3 separate regions of the Mus musculus genome follow, and regions 1 and 3 are each linked to region 2. A link is a contact called in public Hi-C data. All regions are on one chromosome and are shown on one strand. The core of a region is the stretch at or near the end of the contact, and the rest is flanking DNA. Distances in the headings are between cores, read along the strand shown. Region 1 overlaps Bnc2 (basonuclin 2). Region 2 overlaps Bnc2 (basonuclin 2). Region 3 overlaps Bnc2 (basonuclin 2).

Evidence for each region. Hi-C and Micro-C count contacts between places; a contact is called where the count stands out from the background.
Region 1: a Hi-C map of uterus shows a contact between it and region 2, with 3 times the contacts expected there. The contact joins two enhancer-like sites. A contact is called at or near these places in 1 of 15 datasets of contacts at CTCF or cohesin (the NIH/3T3 cell line), 11 of 484 Hi-C or Micro-C datasets (embryonic fibroblasts, granulosa cells, muscle stem cells and 2 more) and 1 of 9 other capture datasets (adipose tissue).
Region 3: a Hi-C map of uterus shows a contact between it and region 2, with 4 times the contacts expected there. The contact joins two enhancer-like sites. A contact is called at or near these places in 10 of 484 Hi-C or Micro-C datasets (embryonic fibroblasts, granulosa cells and uterus) and 2 of 9 other capture datasets (embryonic trunk and pancreatic islet).

Annotation. Positions count from the first base shown.
Region 1 is chr4:84,405,712-84,410,769 of GRCm38.p6, forward strand. All of the region lies in intron 4 of Bnc2 (basonuclin 2), which reads right to left. Among named protein-coding and RNA genes, the nearest start is that of Gm33597, 190 kb to the left of the region's middle. Within about 2 kb of position 2,045, at least 31 of the 459 cell types and tissues checked have an H3K27ac peak or open chromatin away from gene starts, as enhancers often do. A contact at or near this core is called in adipose tissue, granulosa cells, muscle stem cells and 1 more, where this site is marked.
Region 2 is chr4:84,538,639-84,543,071 of GRCm38.p6, forward strand. The region is part of intron 3 of Bnc2 (basonuclin 2); the gene reads right to left. Among named protein-coding and RNA genes, the nearest start is that of Bnc2, 130 kb to the right of the region's middle. Within about 2 kb of position 2,158, at least 19 of the 459 cell types and tissues checked have an H3K27ac peak or open chromatin away from gene starts, as enhancers often do. A contact at or near this core is called in adipose tissue, granulosa cells, muscle stem cells and 1 more, where this site is marked.
Region 3 is chr4:84,351,527-84,356,420 of GRCm38.p6, forward strand. All of the region lies in intron 5 of Bnc2 (basonuclin 2), which reads right to left. Among named protein-coding and RNA genes, the nearest start is that of Gm33597, 130 kb to the left of the region's middle. Within about 2 kb of position 1,310, at least 6 of the 459 cell types and tissues checked have an H3K27ac peak or open chromatin away from gene starts, as enhancers often do. A contact at or near this core is called in granulosa cells and uterus, where this site is marked.

The DNA of each region.
Region 1 (5,058 bases), core at 795-3,294, 130 kb before region 2:
ACTGTCCTTTAAGGTAGACAGGTTTGAGACCCCATGTTTACCGTCACCAATTCATCATCAACAAGTCAGGAAAGCCGAAAGGTCAACGTGGGGATTCCATTTCTACTAGAGAGCCAAAAAGGAGACCATGAGAGAGCTACTGGACCTCTTACCAGCAACAACACCCACCCCCCCCCCCCCCCCCCGCTTATCATATCATCTGCTCGGGGATTCACTTTCTAGCACACAGTAATCTGCTTTGGGATGATCTGAAGAAGGCAAGTACTTAGGAAAGAATGGGATGCAAAAACAGTATTTCAGGACCCTCAGCATACAGCATACAGGTCAGAATTCTCTGTGAGAGTACTCTTCTCTGATCACAGTTCCATAGAGGAGTAGAGGGAGGTTGGAGGAAGTCAGCCATTATGGTCCAGTAGAGAGAGAATGGTGGGGAGCATCAGCACAGAATGCTTAGGAACCAGTCCTTACAACCTGGGGGAAGATGCTAGTTTATGTGAATAGTGCATCCGATAAAAGGAGAGGAACGGAGGGTGTTTCATTTATCACCCCTTCAATTTGTGTTCCGCTTAACATGGTGAACTCTAGTTAATTAAGATGTTCCTATAAACAATTAAGCTTCCTGTAGGATCGTTAGCAAGATATAAAAATTTATGATGTAATAAAATGCAATAAAATGATAAAGTAGTGAGCCTATCAAAGTATTCACACGCAGAAGGAGAGGTGTGAAGATAAGCAAGGGCAGCTCTTCCTCAGTTTAATCTCTTTGGTTTTCAACACATAATGCACTGCTCTCTACTTCTCAAAAACCGGGAAGCTCTAGTGAGACTTCACAGTGGTCTGGGATAAAGTTGTCTGGAGTAACTTTGTCTCTGCTTCTGTTCAAATGAGGCCCACACAGCTGCCCTAGAGTTCTTGGACGAGGAGACTGCCCCTGAAGAGCTCTGGGCCTCACAGCCAAGATAAACCGGTACAAAACTCCACTCTGAAGCACACCCCCTTCCACACTGCACTTTGAAAGACTCTGTTTTTGTCTCTGAGATGGGGTCTCAAGTATTCCAGGCTGTGCTCAAACTCACCATGAAGCTGAGAATGACCATGAATGGCTGATTCTCCTGCCTCTACCTCCCAAGGGCTAAAACTCTTAGACAGTCTCATGACTGTTCATGTTTAGAATTACCGCATTGACTACATAGGATTTGAGCTAAAATGCTTATGCCAGAACATTAGGGTAACTCCCCACTCATTTTATCTTCCTTCAAGCCACTGTGATATTTAGGCGCATTCCTATTATTATTTGAATTTGCACATAAAAGAACCAGAACACAGGAAATACATTAGTCTGCCTACAGCTATCTTTTAACTAGTCAACTTTGATATATCTGTTATTTTGATTCAGTAATTAAAACAACTAACACTTCACCAGGCTTTTACTATGTACAAATCATATAGATATCTTCACAGAAAAAAAAAATGAGAAAAACTTAATTAAATAACCTGGAAATGGTTCCAACAGTCAGAGCTAGAACAAGCTGCAAGCTCCTTATTCAACAGCTGTCCCTTTAACTCTCTCTCTAGCATCCTCCCTTTAACTGATGTAGAGCTTTGTCACAGTCTGAGAAAGAGAGTTCTGAAAACGTCAGTTTCACCCAGGAAGCCCCTGACCAGTAAATCAGCACTGACAGTACTTAGGACACAAGATCTTGCAACACTCATCCTGCATCACGTGACAACATATCTGAGAAGCTAGCAGGCAGATGGCCCAGGACTTTGAAAAGGAGGCACTGTTTGAACGATGCTAAAAGAAAATTGAAGGAGTTTAAAGCAACATGCAGAAGGTGGGTAGGCTGAGAAAGCAAGGGAACCCGCAGCTGAGGGATGCGATGAGAGAGCAGCCAGAGCCATTAATCAAGCACAGGCCTTTACATCAGGATGTCCTCCCTTTATGGCTTATCAGCTCCAATCAGGGAGGAGAGGAGAGAGGCAGGAGAGGGCACTGTGCCCCCAGGTCAAGCAACAGTCTCCTGTGCCAGGCAGGAAATGGCTTTGTTTTCACTCAAGTGAAGCAAGTACAGAAATGTTCAAGGACTTTCCTCATGGAGACAGCAGAACAGAATGCCGGGACAGCAAAAGCTGGTTCCTCTAAGGAAAGGATCTGAGGCTAGGCACAGCCAGGTTCTGGAACACTGTAACAATCTAGAAGCATTTTCTTAAATGGCCAACCTTCCACCTTTGGTCAGACTATCATCACTGCACTATGCTAAGAAGCACCCAGCCTAGTAGTGTGCTGTTACAGTTCACCAAGTCCTAAACACCTGCTAAAAATGTTCTTCCAAAGTACAATTGCTGACAGACCTTCTCCATGTCAGTTAGAGTAAGGCCAGAGCTGTGCTGTGGGTGAATATGTGAGAACATTATCTTCCTGTAACAAAGGAAAGTCCGGTTTTCTTCTCAGTGTGCTATGTATCCTGGGAAGTCTATACATGATTCCAGACAGTGCTGTCAAGTCTCTCAGAATGAACAGGAGAGCACAGACACTTCAGACATTTTATTGCTGAGGATGGGAGACTTTCCAATGTGAAGAAGAAAACTGGCTGAGGAAGATGAGCCACAGCTACGGAGACACAAGATAGGTAGGGGCTGATGGCAAACTCCTTTCATAGATATTTACATAAATTGTAAGCTTAACACAGACTGAGACAAATAATAAAGACATTTGACCTCTCATATGGAAGTATTGACTTTGATCTGTCCTGTTCAAGTCTTTATAAGGCACCATGTCTACAATAAACTTGTGGAATTTGTAAACAGAATTCCAAGAGCGCCTGATTCAAAATGTAAGACAAACATAACCAAGAGTTTTGATTATAGAATGCCTTGGATCCTAGGTTAAAATTTCATTTTACATACTGAGTCTTAATAGAAACTTAATTGACATTTATGAGTTTAGTAAATAAAAACAGGAAATCCAGCAACATCTATGTGATGTACACTTACATTAAAAAAAACTACAACTTTTTTTTGGTGGATATTTTATACTTTCCATTTAAGTAAGGGCCTCTAGTCTACGAAGACCTATTAAGTAAAAGGGGAGAATGCAAACTTAATGAGACTGAGAACAAAAATCACTTTCTGCTGATTATACAAGATTTAGAAGTAGGGCTGGAGAGGTGGATCAGCAGGTAACTACACACACTACTCTTGCAGAGGACCCAAGTTTCATTCCCAGCTCCCACGTAGGAAGGCTCATAACTGCCTGTAATTCCAACTTGGGGAGATCCAGTGTCCTGTTTTGGCTTCCACAAGCACCGGAACTCATAGTCTTCCACTCCAACTGCAATAGTGTGTGTGTGTGTGTGTGTGTGTGTGTGTGAGATGTATGCACACACATATTCTTTTAAAATTAAATCTTTACAAGAAATGCTGTAAACAGTGACCTATATAAGCAATAAGGCTCGCAGCATAGTAAATCATAAAGTAGGATGGTAAATGACTCTAACTTAACTCTACTGTCCTTGCATTTCATGTGTCACAGGATCCAAAGTCCACGGGAAAATGCTTTATGTCGTATATATGTTTAATATGCTATTAAGTGATGGATAGTCCAGATGATGCAAACCTGTTTATTTTTACACTGAAAGAGCTAAGAGGTATAGATAAAACATGGGTATGGAAAAAAAATCAGGTTTGATGAAGCACTAAGTCAAGTAACAATGTGGGATTATATTTCCCTAAATAACTGCAAGCAAGGAAAGGAAATCACACTTATAGAACATACTGAAGAAAAGCTCCCAAAGCCCCAGCGTAACAGCAGTCTTTCTTACAGGGTGGCATCGGCCAAAGGAATGACACTCATCTTCCTGCAGATCACCTGGAAGCCAATGACAACTTTAGCATTCACTAGCTTGGTGGCAGGTACTTCCTTCCTTAAGGCTAAAGCAGTCTATAAGGAAAATAACTGTCCTCCCACGTCCTGCTGTGAAGGTCAGTAAGCTGAGTGTTATACGGATCGAGTCTCCTGTTCCATCCAAATGTCCCTCTAACACATCTATCAAGCTCAGGAACACAGAACTGATTCAGCTTTGGGAAAGTTAAAATGGAGACAGTTTTAACAACTAAGCTTCATCAGAACATGAAATTACTACTAGTTCCACAAAGGGAAAAACAAATAAGTTACATTTCTAACACTGGCCTACATATCATAAGCTATGAAACAGATGGATATACCACTGCAAGAAAACGATTTCTCAATAGTCTTGACTTCTAATGAAATATTTCCTTAAAAAAAATTAGAATTTAGCTTATATTTTTACTTGCATAACTTTACCCTCTCATTTAAAAAGTTTAAAAATCAAGTCTTCATCTGGACTATGGACACAAAAATTAATTTACAAATAATAATAATAAAATAAATGCCCTGCCTCTTTCACAAAGGCAACATCTCCTGGTGGCAACAGGTCTCCGGACAGCCTTCAGAGAGGGAACAGGTGAACATGGACCCCCATCCTAGCCACCCACCTTCACTCAGCACTGTGTAGTCTAATACTCTGGTAATACTGGCTATTTTTTAAGATTATGCCAAATCTTTGACTGAAGACTCACATCTACAAGTAGTTGAATTAAAACATGTAGTGTCAGAAGAAAGAATCAAACCATAAACTGAATTTCTAGCAACAAAAATGTCTCTCAGGAGACAGGCCCCACTAGTGGTCACTTCTTGGATCTTATCTACACTCTTGCACCAGCAGGGCTGGCCTTGTAGGAGAAGCCAACTCCAAACCTCACTGAGATCATCTTAGGCAAATGGAGGAAAGGTAAACACAGAGAATACACTAGCTAGGGAGACAGGAGGAAAGTGGATTGGGTAGAAGGACACTAAATTCTTTTATAAAGACTCTGAACAGAACAAGAGAGGACTGGAAGCCCTGAGCTCATCAACTAACTTATTACATACATCAGGTGGCTATCCCATGCCAAAATAACAAGTTTTGTTTTTACAAATTTAAATTCAACAATCTTTGCATTTGATTGGCAAAAAAAGCTAACATTCTTTAAATGGGG
Region 2 (4,433 bases), core at 908-3,407:
TTATACCGTTCCTACTTCTAAGAAGATATCCTTGTGTGGTGTTAAGTCCAAGTCTATAATAAAATGATAAATCTAAGAACAGCTTCTAGAGAAAAGGAAGCAAATTTTCTTTGCCTCCATCTTTCTCATACAGGTTAAGGGTCAAACTGAACATCTATCAGTAGCACATCTGAGTGAGAAGCCCTAGGTGTGCAGCCACCCCTGATTTAAAATACTCATCCATAGTAGGTAGTAAAACAAGGATAGCCCTGTCACTGACATGTGCATATGTGAGGATAGCTCCACATTCCTGCACTTATCAGAATGGCAGATTGGCAAAAGGATGCCTGATTCAATGGTTGTTACTTTCAAGCGCATTTTAATTCTGTTGCATTAGGCAAAAGAGAGGCAATAAAACTAAGGAGGCGATTGTATAGTGAGAGAAACAAAGGTAGAAGAGAGAAATGAACTCTATGAAAAAGGAAACGGCGAATAAGAACAAACTAACCTTGTCCTAAGGCCATTAGGTAAATGTGTACCAGCCAAAGAAGAACAAGAGTCATAACTCAACACCCTTCTCTGACCAAACACTAAAGACAGCAGCAAAGGAACATTACAGTTCCTAAGGATGGGTAAATAAGATGTCAGCTGTGCTCAAGGGAATCCGTGGTTTCAATGAGTAGCTTCCTACAATTCAACATTATTCTTCCTTTACGGAGAGAAATGAAAAACTGATGGGCTTAATTAAAGAAAAACAAAAGGATATTATATTGTTGTTAAAGGATCGATTCTTTTTCTTAATTAGAATGATGATTAATAAGCGGAGAATTTGATTTCTGAACTCCCTGGTTTGAGTAAGGCATTGTTTGCCCGCAGTGCTCCCACTAAGGAGGGCTCTGACTGCAGAAGGAGACAACACTCTCTCATGCCCGAACCCCATGGCACAAAATGCTGTGCCCCATCGAGAGAACACTGCACTCTGCCCTCGCCCAAGTCCAGTCCAGTCATAAATGTTTCACCGGAGGGTGGAGTGTACACTGTGAAGTCTGTGAGGTTTCCTACAGGGAAGGTATGAAAAAAAAAAAAAAAAGAATCAATACTTTTATTTTTTTTCCTATTCTCTAAACTTCCTTTTAAGCCCAGGGAGGGAGATGCGGTACAGGTCAGGCTGGGGGGGGGGGGGGATGTGGCCCCAGCCACAGCTCCAACATGATCTTAGTGATGTCATAGCACATGCTTTCTTCTCCCCAGGACGATTTTCCTCCTACCTCCTCTGCATCTTGACCAGCTTGTCTTCCAGGATTCTCCTGCTGCTTATCTTGTTTCCACAACAGGACCTAAAGGCTGCTGCTCCCACTCTGCCCCTTTTCCTTTATTTCTCTTAAGCTTATGAGAAGTCAAAGTTCCTCGAGAGGGTATTTGACTCCCCTTTGCCTCTAATCCCAGGTGCTTCAGAGGATGAGGGGAACCTCGCAAAATGTGGACACCAGCTGCTCCCCTGGAAATAAGAGTGGCATCAGCTTTGGCAGATGTGCGCGACATCAATCATTCCCCACAACCCCAAACACTCTTCTGGCCAAAGCCTAGTTAGTGATCAGCAAACATGTGTCATGAAAGGCACATGGAGCAGAACTCATGCCTCCACACACATCACAGTAGATGCTAACCCTTCCAAAGGAAGGAACTCCTGGGACCATTATATTCCATGTTCTTTCAACAACAACGAACAGTGAGTCCTAGAGAAAATGACTTTCACTGAAAAAGGTCTCCCACGACTCACCGATTCAGTTTTCCTTACTGCACAGAGCTCTCTCTATACACTCTGGGGGAAAGCAGTCTCCGCCTAAAACAATTTCACCCCTGTAGTTGACTTATGAATACAGGGTAAAGGCAAGTTCCAATTTCCTCTCCTTATACTTTTTTTTTATATATATTCTAGTCCTCATGACCAAGTTAGCCACAGACAGGCATTACCTACACGTGCTAAGTGAAGACTGACCAGAGCAAGGCCCACTGCGTCTCCCTTTAAATAAGTGTGTGCAATGTAGAAGTTGGGAAAGAAGAAACCCTAGGGTTTTGTTTTTCACTGAAGTCTGTGACGCCATCTCACTATCTGTAACGGGCTGTTCCTTTGGAATCAGCTCCCGTGTCACAGCGACCTGGCAAACTTGAATGCTTTCACTATCACTGGAATCCTTGCAATCCTGCCTTGGCTGTGACCCATTCACTTTTGTCCCAACTTCCCAGACATGCCCTGCTCAGCATGTAATTAATAAGGGAAGAATTGTCATGGCTCTTATCCCTGACATAGGTGTAGGAAGCTATGTTGTGTTGGAAGCCTAAGTCTGTCCTGTTATAGTAATCAACCTCTATAAAGCTACTTGGTTACAGATAACAGAAATATTGAAAAAATAATTTCAAAATGATCTCCAACTGTGCTTACATTCATTTTAAGTGCTATATGTTGGAAATTAGTTTTAAGTTGGTGACTGAGTTTATACATGTGTATACACATCTGAGGATCTATTTGTACATACTTAATTACAATAAAACACACACAGGGTATCATACATACAAGGCCTACTACATTCCCAGTTCATTATACAGTACACAGAGCTGTTAAGTGAAGTCTGCATGTTAACACCAAGTTGGAAGCAAAGGCTGACACACAGGTACTCACCTCGTTACTACAATTTCTAATTCAATACTGCTATGACAATTATCCAAATATTCCTACTTGTGTGTTACAGTATTAAGATGAATGTCAAGGATTACATTTTAATTTCAGTATGTACCTATCATTAACATTTCCAAACAAAGCACACCATCTCTCAAGCTAGAGGATCTACAACGGAGGTGGCAGCATGCAAATTCAACAAGCTAAAAACTATTTGCCACCAAATATAAACACCTATTTTACCATAAGGGTGAGTCTGGTCAAGTTAATCCTTTTTAAGTAAGCTGTGATTACCCAAATACACCAACTATAAGAAGGAAATATTAAAAAAGGAAGAAGGGGAAAATAGAGAGGGAAACCTAGAAATGGATGCTGCCTCTCAATGAAAGCCCTTTTCAAAGGCCATTAACTATCAACTGCTTTACTCTTAGCTCTGATTAAACAAGACTATTCATCCTATGTAGAAGGGACGTCTAGTTTTGAGGAGAAGCTTTAGAATAAAAACATATTGCAGGAACTACAAAGAACAACCTGGCCACAGCACACAGTTTAGATACGTGACAACCAAGAAATGCTATATGTGAATCTTTAAAATTGTTAGAGATGTTCAAATTATTTTTGGAGGGTTAGGAATCAGGAGAGAAAACACACATCATTTCCATTTTAACTACAAATCCTATGACTGGAACTGGGTTTGTTCTCACAAACTGAAAGCAGTAAAAGACTACTGGAAGAAAAAATTGTATTGAGTGCTCTTGCAAATGAATTCCAAAAACGCTATTATACATTGCTTATATATCTTTTAATCATTTCTCAGAGAAGTGCTAGGTTTTATACTAGTCAAAAAGTTTACTCTGTCCTATCTCTGGTGAGCAGATGGTCTGGTATTAATGTAAATCACTGATTTCATTTTTAGCCTTCTCGATTTTGTCCCTCACCTATCTAGAAAATGATTTCTCTGGTGATAACTAACACATCATGCTAATGAGAGAATCTAATACACAATAGAAAAATGTCACTACTAATAATATTTGCATGAAGTTAAATAAAGCAACTGTAAGAGAATGTCAGACAGTTGTTCTTTAATAAGACACAGTTTCACAATGAAATTATGTTGTTAATTTTGTTACATCATTGGGTGAATCCTAAATTACTCCATAATGATGCACAGCATCATTTATAATTCTAACTTAGTATTTCACTCTACTCTGAAAAGAGACCTTATTAAGGGATCTGCATTTTATTTGAAACAGGTTAAGTATACCTGGGCAATAATAAAAGGTATACAGCTCTGGTAATACGGGAAAAGTGTACTACCACCATTACCTGTACAGTGTAATTTCTTAAAAAGATTTCCATTAGATCAAACTATACCTTCTCTTGAAGGAAGCTGTAAAGATTTTATTTGCTACTTTCTCAAACACACAAACATGTACAAAATATGTAGAAAAATCAGCTTCCAAAATATGATTAAAAAAAATATCTTCAAAAAGCAAGCTCCTTTCTCCCTACCACCTCCCCATTTGTCTTTTTAACAATACCTTATGAGAGTTATCCTGAGAAAAATAACCTTTGAGGCTTTGGAGATAAGGAAAAAGAGAAAACGGTTTTGGACATTATCAATTCATAACTGAATCCAGAACTCTCAGTTACAAACGTCAACAGCTATACCTTTCAAGGCTCTCAAGTATCTGTCTATAAGAAAATGTTATGTTTCTAAACAACAACAACAACAACAACAACAACAAATCACACTTTGATTTTAAAGAAAATAATG
Region 3 (4,894 bases), core at 60-2,559, 190 kb before region 2:
GCCTGGATAGAGGAAGGAAATCCCTCTCATTTCTTGATACATAAAATATTCCAGTCACAAATTTATCATTCTATCATTCTGTGCTACTCTCAGTATTTATTGGTTCATTATGCCCAAGTGCATGTTCAAACACTGAATACTGAGCTAGCTATCCGCACTGTATACTTTTCTTCAACTTCTGCTCTGGATGTTCAGCAAATTTAAACTGTATCTCAAATGTCTACTTGATCTGTATTCATCACTGCCCATCTCTACTTCCAGCCTAAATCTCACAAAGGAAGATACTTAGCCTGGGTATCTTCTCTTACATATCACCTCAATACTAAAGTCAACTTTAGCATTACACCTAAAGTTGTAACCTGTATTTCTACTCATTGCTGTGCAAATATACCGCATCCACTTTCCCCAGGGAAACTGGTCTTCAGAACACAAAGGCATGGGTCTTAACACTGTCTCTAATGTTAAGTAGCAAGTACACCATACTGCACATGTGTATACACACAGAGCTCTACAAAAGGTTTCAATAACACTGATACCAGACATATGTCAAATGCATACCACCTTATAATGTTTCCTAACGTTTTTGTTTTTATTCATTTACTTACTTTTTACATAGTAGACTCAGGCCAGGCTGAGAGAGTAAAGACCTGGAAATCTGAGGTAAACCATGAAAGGTTTCTCTCTCTCTCTCCCTCTCCGTCCTTCCTTCCCTCCCTTCAATAATTATAAAGAAAATAAGACCAGCAGAACCTTTGTGTGCTGCTGGGATGTACATCCCCTAGTTATAGAAAATGAGTTTGATCTTTAATTTTAAGTGAGAATAAGTCAAAGTCACCAGTCTAGGTAAACATTCACTCTATAGGCTGTCAACATCTCTGGGGCTCTAAGTACTGTCAAATTTCTAGCCAAGAAAGTAGAAATGCTGTTATCTAGCCCGAGAAAGCAACAGTATTTGGTATTTTACAAAAGATGTTGTAAAACTCAGTAAAACATCATCTACCTTCAACCTCAGAAATATGGAAAACCATTTTATGTATTTCTGATAAACAGGTGACCTAGTTTTAAGCTTCTCCCCTAAACTGGTCAGCCCTGTATTTCAGAGTCTGAAACTACACTGAGCATGCATGGAGATGATTCCAATACTCTCTTCTGTTTTCAGGTCCTAAGAAGTTTAGACCACTTTCTCCACTGTTCTCTAACAAATGGCTGAAAAGACCTGTTTGTGCTTCTGATGCCGGAGGAACTGTTCAGGAACTGTTCATCCCTGCAAGGCTATGAGTCACTGCCAAGGTCAGGAAGACCTTTGTTAATCAAGAAAGCTCTGGCCACACACTCACTCAAGCTGTCGTAAGGAAAGCTGCCTTAATGCCCACTCTTATTTTCCACAGATCATCAATCATCTTTACATAAGAAAAACATGCAACTTCCTTACTGGGTAGAGGGGCCTCCTTCTAGGCCTTCATCCTGGTTCCTTTTCTGTCCTTTTGGTCCTTTGCCTAGAGGTGCTGCTACCAAGAAGGAGAATTTCCTTTTGAAGATGAGAGCAAGGAGGTCCATTTAGCCCACCATTAGAAAATTAAAGCTAGGTGATAAAAGGCAAGAAGTCTAGGGGGCCCTAACATCCTTTGATGCTCCTTTCTTCTTGTACTAATGCTAACATTTAGTGTATCAGCCGCTAAACCAGGATAACACTGTACCTGTAGAGCTCAGAATGAGATGTTTGCACCAGATCTCTAAATACAAGGACTATAACTGGATTAATTTCTTTTTATCCTAGGTCAGAAATTGCACTGCAGACTGGAGAATGTGCAAGGGTAATTTCCAGGTAAACAAACTGCTCTACAAATGTTATCAGATTGTTTGACTGAGTAATGGATATAATCCTGGGTGACTTACTGCCATCGGTCACATTCGATGCTCATGTGACAGAGCTGCAAACCTCACTTACCCACTCAAGCTGTGCTTTGCCTTTCTTTAATTTGGGAGAATGGCTATATTTCTTCATGAGCCTAATATTATCATACTTTCTTCCAGATGATCCAATGTAAGACCTACCCATCTGTCACCAAAACTTAACCAACCAGCCAACCAAACAATAAAACCCAAAACTACAAACAAACAAACAAACAAAAAAAGACCAACGAAGACAACACTAGGAAGTATCAGTCCCTTCACTTAACAAAAAAGCATTTTCAAAAATGCTAATGGAAGGTGCTAGATTTGCTTTCAACCAAACCCCATCAGCAGGAAACGCAAGTCCTTCTCCTGCTAAGGTAAGCAAGAGGTATCTGAACCCATAGCACCCAAAAAATGCCACCTCTGACTGACAGTATCCTCCAATGCCACCTCACTGCCATCAGCACAAGCTTTCCACCACAAAGCTTGTATGTTCCTGTGTCCACATCACACAGCCAATCACACATTACAGAGTTCAATTCAAATTCCACCAAAAGTACTCGCCACAAAACTCACACTGGATATTTAGGATACTGATGCTAATAGAAGCAGAGACTAATGTGGGACCTACTCCCGCTTCTGTTTACACCCATCTAGTGATGTGCACAAGAATGGGCACCTTCTCATGAAGAAGATTTGACACTCAGATTCCCCCTCCATAGCCACATTTCCTCCTTCCTTGAAGAAAATGAAATTCTACCAAGGTATTTGAACACCAGATTATTGAAATAACCTTTATGCTCTCAAACAGAACTAAGCAGTTTAAAACTCTGACACTTCAATGTTTGGTAAAAGAAACTGTACAGCTTAAAAAACATTTTTTTTCTTAAATGTTTTGAGGTTATAATTATACATCATTTCCTGTTCCCTTCCCTCCCTCTAAACCCTCCAATAGAGCCTTCCGTGCTCTTTTCCCAATTCATGACTTTCTTTCATTAAGAGTTGTTCCATACATGCCAGGAAGGTTTTAAAGTGGTCCGCATGATCAGTAAAGCATCATGAATAATTTTAAGCCAACAATGTGTGTAATAAAACTAAGAAGATCTTTTTTTTTTTGCCTCAGTTTCCTAACTTGTAAAGTGGGATGATGCTGACACAGTGTATTCACAAAGACCAATAAAGGTCAAAACAACAATAAAATAGGACCTGGGCAATGATGTAATTACATAAACAACTGAGTGAACCAACCTGCTACATGATGACAAAGGTACATCCAATAAAACGACTTTGTTGTTTTGCGTCAGACGTTTATTTACAATGCTAGTACATGGACAAATGCAAAGTTTAAGTACATTATAAAACCTTGATGTTCTAAGGATTCCTATTAAAACAAAACTATTAAGAATATTATATGTGAAAACATAGAATTATTTTTTTTTATCATAGACAAAACTCTTCTTACCCACCAATTACTGAGTAGATCTGCCTGGAGTAAAAACTAAAAGTGCCATGACACAGAAATAACTTTCTTTATATAAGCTAAACTCTGAAATATACAAGCTGGGTGAAGAGGTGATCATCCAAATAAACAAGGAGACTGCTACCCCCACCCCCCGAAAGTTTAGACTCCCATTAAAGGAAATGAGCTTCATGAAAAATGAAGTCCTAGACTTCAGAAAAGGTTCCTAATAACCAGAGAGAGCTCAAGCACAATGGGATGAAGGGTGGCTATATGGGACCAGAAGAAACTCAAATTCTCTTGGAAAGATGCTAGAATTACAAGTTATACAAAAGCTAGCAGTTGCAAAGGACAGTAGGTTGTAGAAGGTAGGAAGAAAGAAGATCAGTAATTACAGCTACAGGGTAAAACCCTAAGAGTAACCTGGCATCCAAAATGTTAAGGTCTTATTTACGCTACAGCTTATGCCAATAAGAAAAAAAGTCCAGCCACCACAACAGTCCAACCTTAGTATTGTTTTAAAGACCATTATGATGAATATTATTGGTGAGGTAGGCAGGAATCACCTCTATGTATAGATGGTACCTGCCATTTTCTCCTCTAAAACAGCAGCCTATTACGGTTGCTAATGGAAATAGGAGGTATTCAAGTCCTACTTACAAGGCCTGGTCTGGAGCAAGAGAGGTGCAGTTAAATACTCTAGAATTCAATGGTTTCCAAGTGATGATTTACCTCTGTTGCCTCAGACCACCCAGCCCTAGAGTCCTAGGTTTCAAACTGCTTTTCAGGCCCTTTTAACAAGCAAAAAACGTTAGCTGCCAAAACGCTGCTGCCGATGGTCTGAGGAGCTAAGTCAGTGGGGTTAACAAACAGGGAAGAGGGGAGTGTGCAAGGCAGAAGGAAAGGAATGATGAGTGAAACCAAGGCTCACACACTTTTATCATCCAGACATTCACTCCGCCCTAACAGCTAACTGTTGAGATGACTCTTTTTTAAAAGGAAAAAAAAATGTACTTCTAATCAAAAGAGAGGTTCATAAAATTATTTCTGTCCTAGCAATCTGTTTCCTATGTCCTTCTTTAAGATAAAATCCATATAACCACTTCGTCTTAGATATTCTGAGTTGACATGCAAATCCTGCTCTTTCAATAAGGCTAATGTGGTTTGCTGTTCTTTTTGAATTGTTGCAATAATATTATTCTTCTAAAGAATCGCAGTTTCTATAGTCACTAGGAACTGTAAGCAAGCAACCCATTTCTTGATGCTCACAGAAGTTTTTTTTTTTAAGTGCTCTTTTACACTGAAAGAGAAATAAGTAATTATTAACCGAATTGCTTCTTTTCACTACTAATGGTCCCCACTGAGTTAGCCTCTGTTCTTGATTCTAGTAATTTCCAGACATTTCATTCCAAATGCTGTTTCACCAATTCCTGAAGTATATTCTAGTTATTAGAGCTGATAAACAAACAAACAAACAAACAAACAGCTATCTGGCAGTTACACTGACTCAGAAGGGAACACAAGGCAAGAAAGTGAACT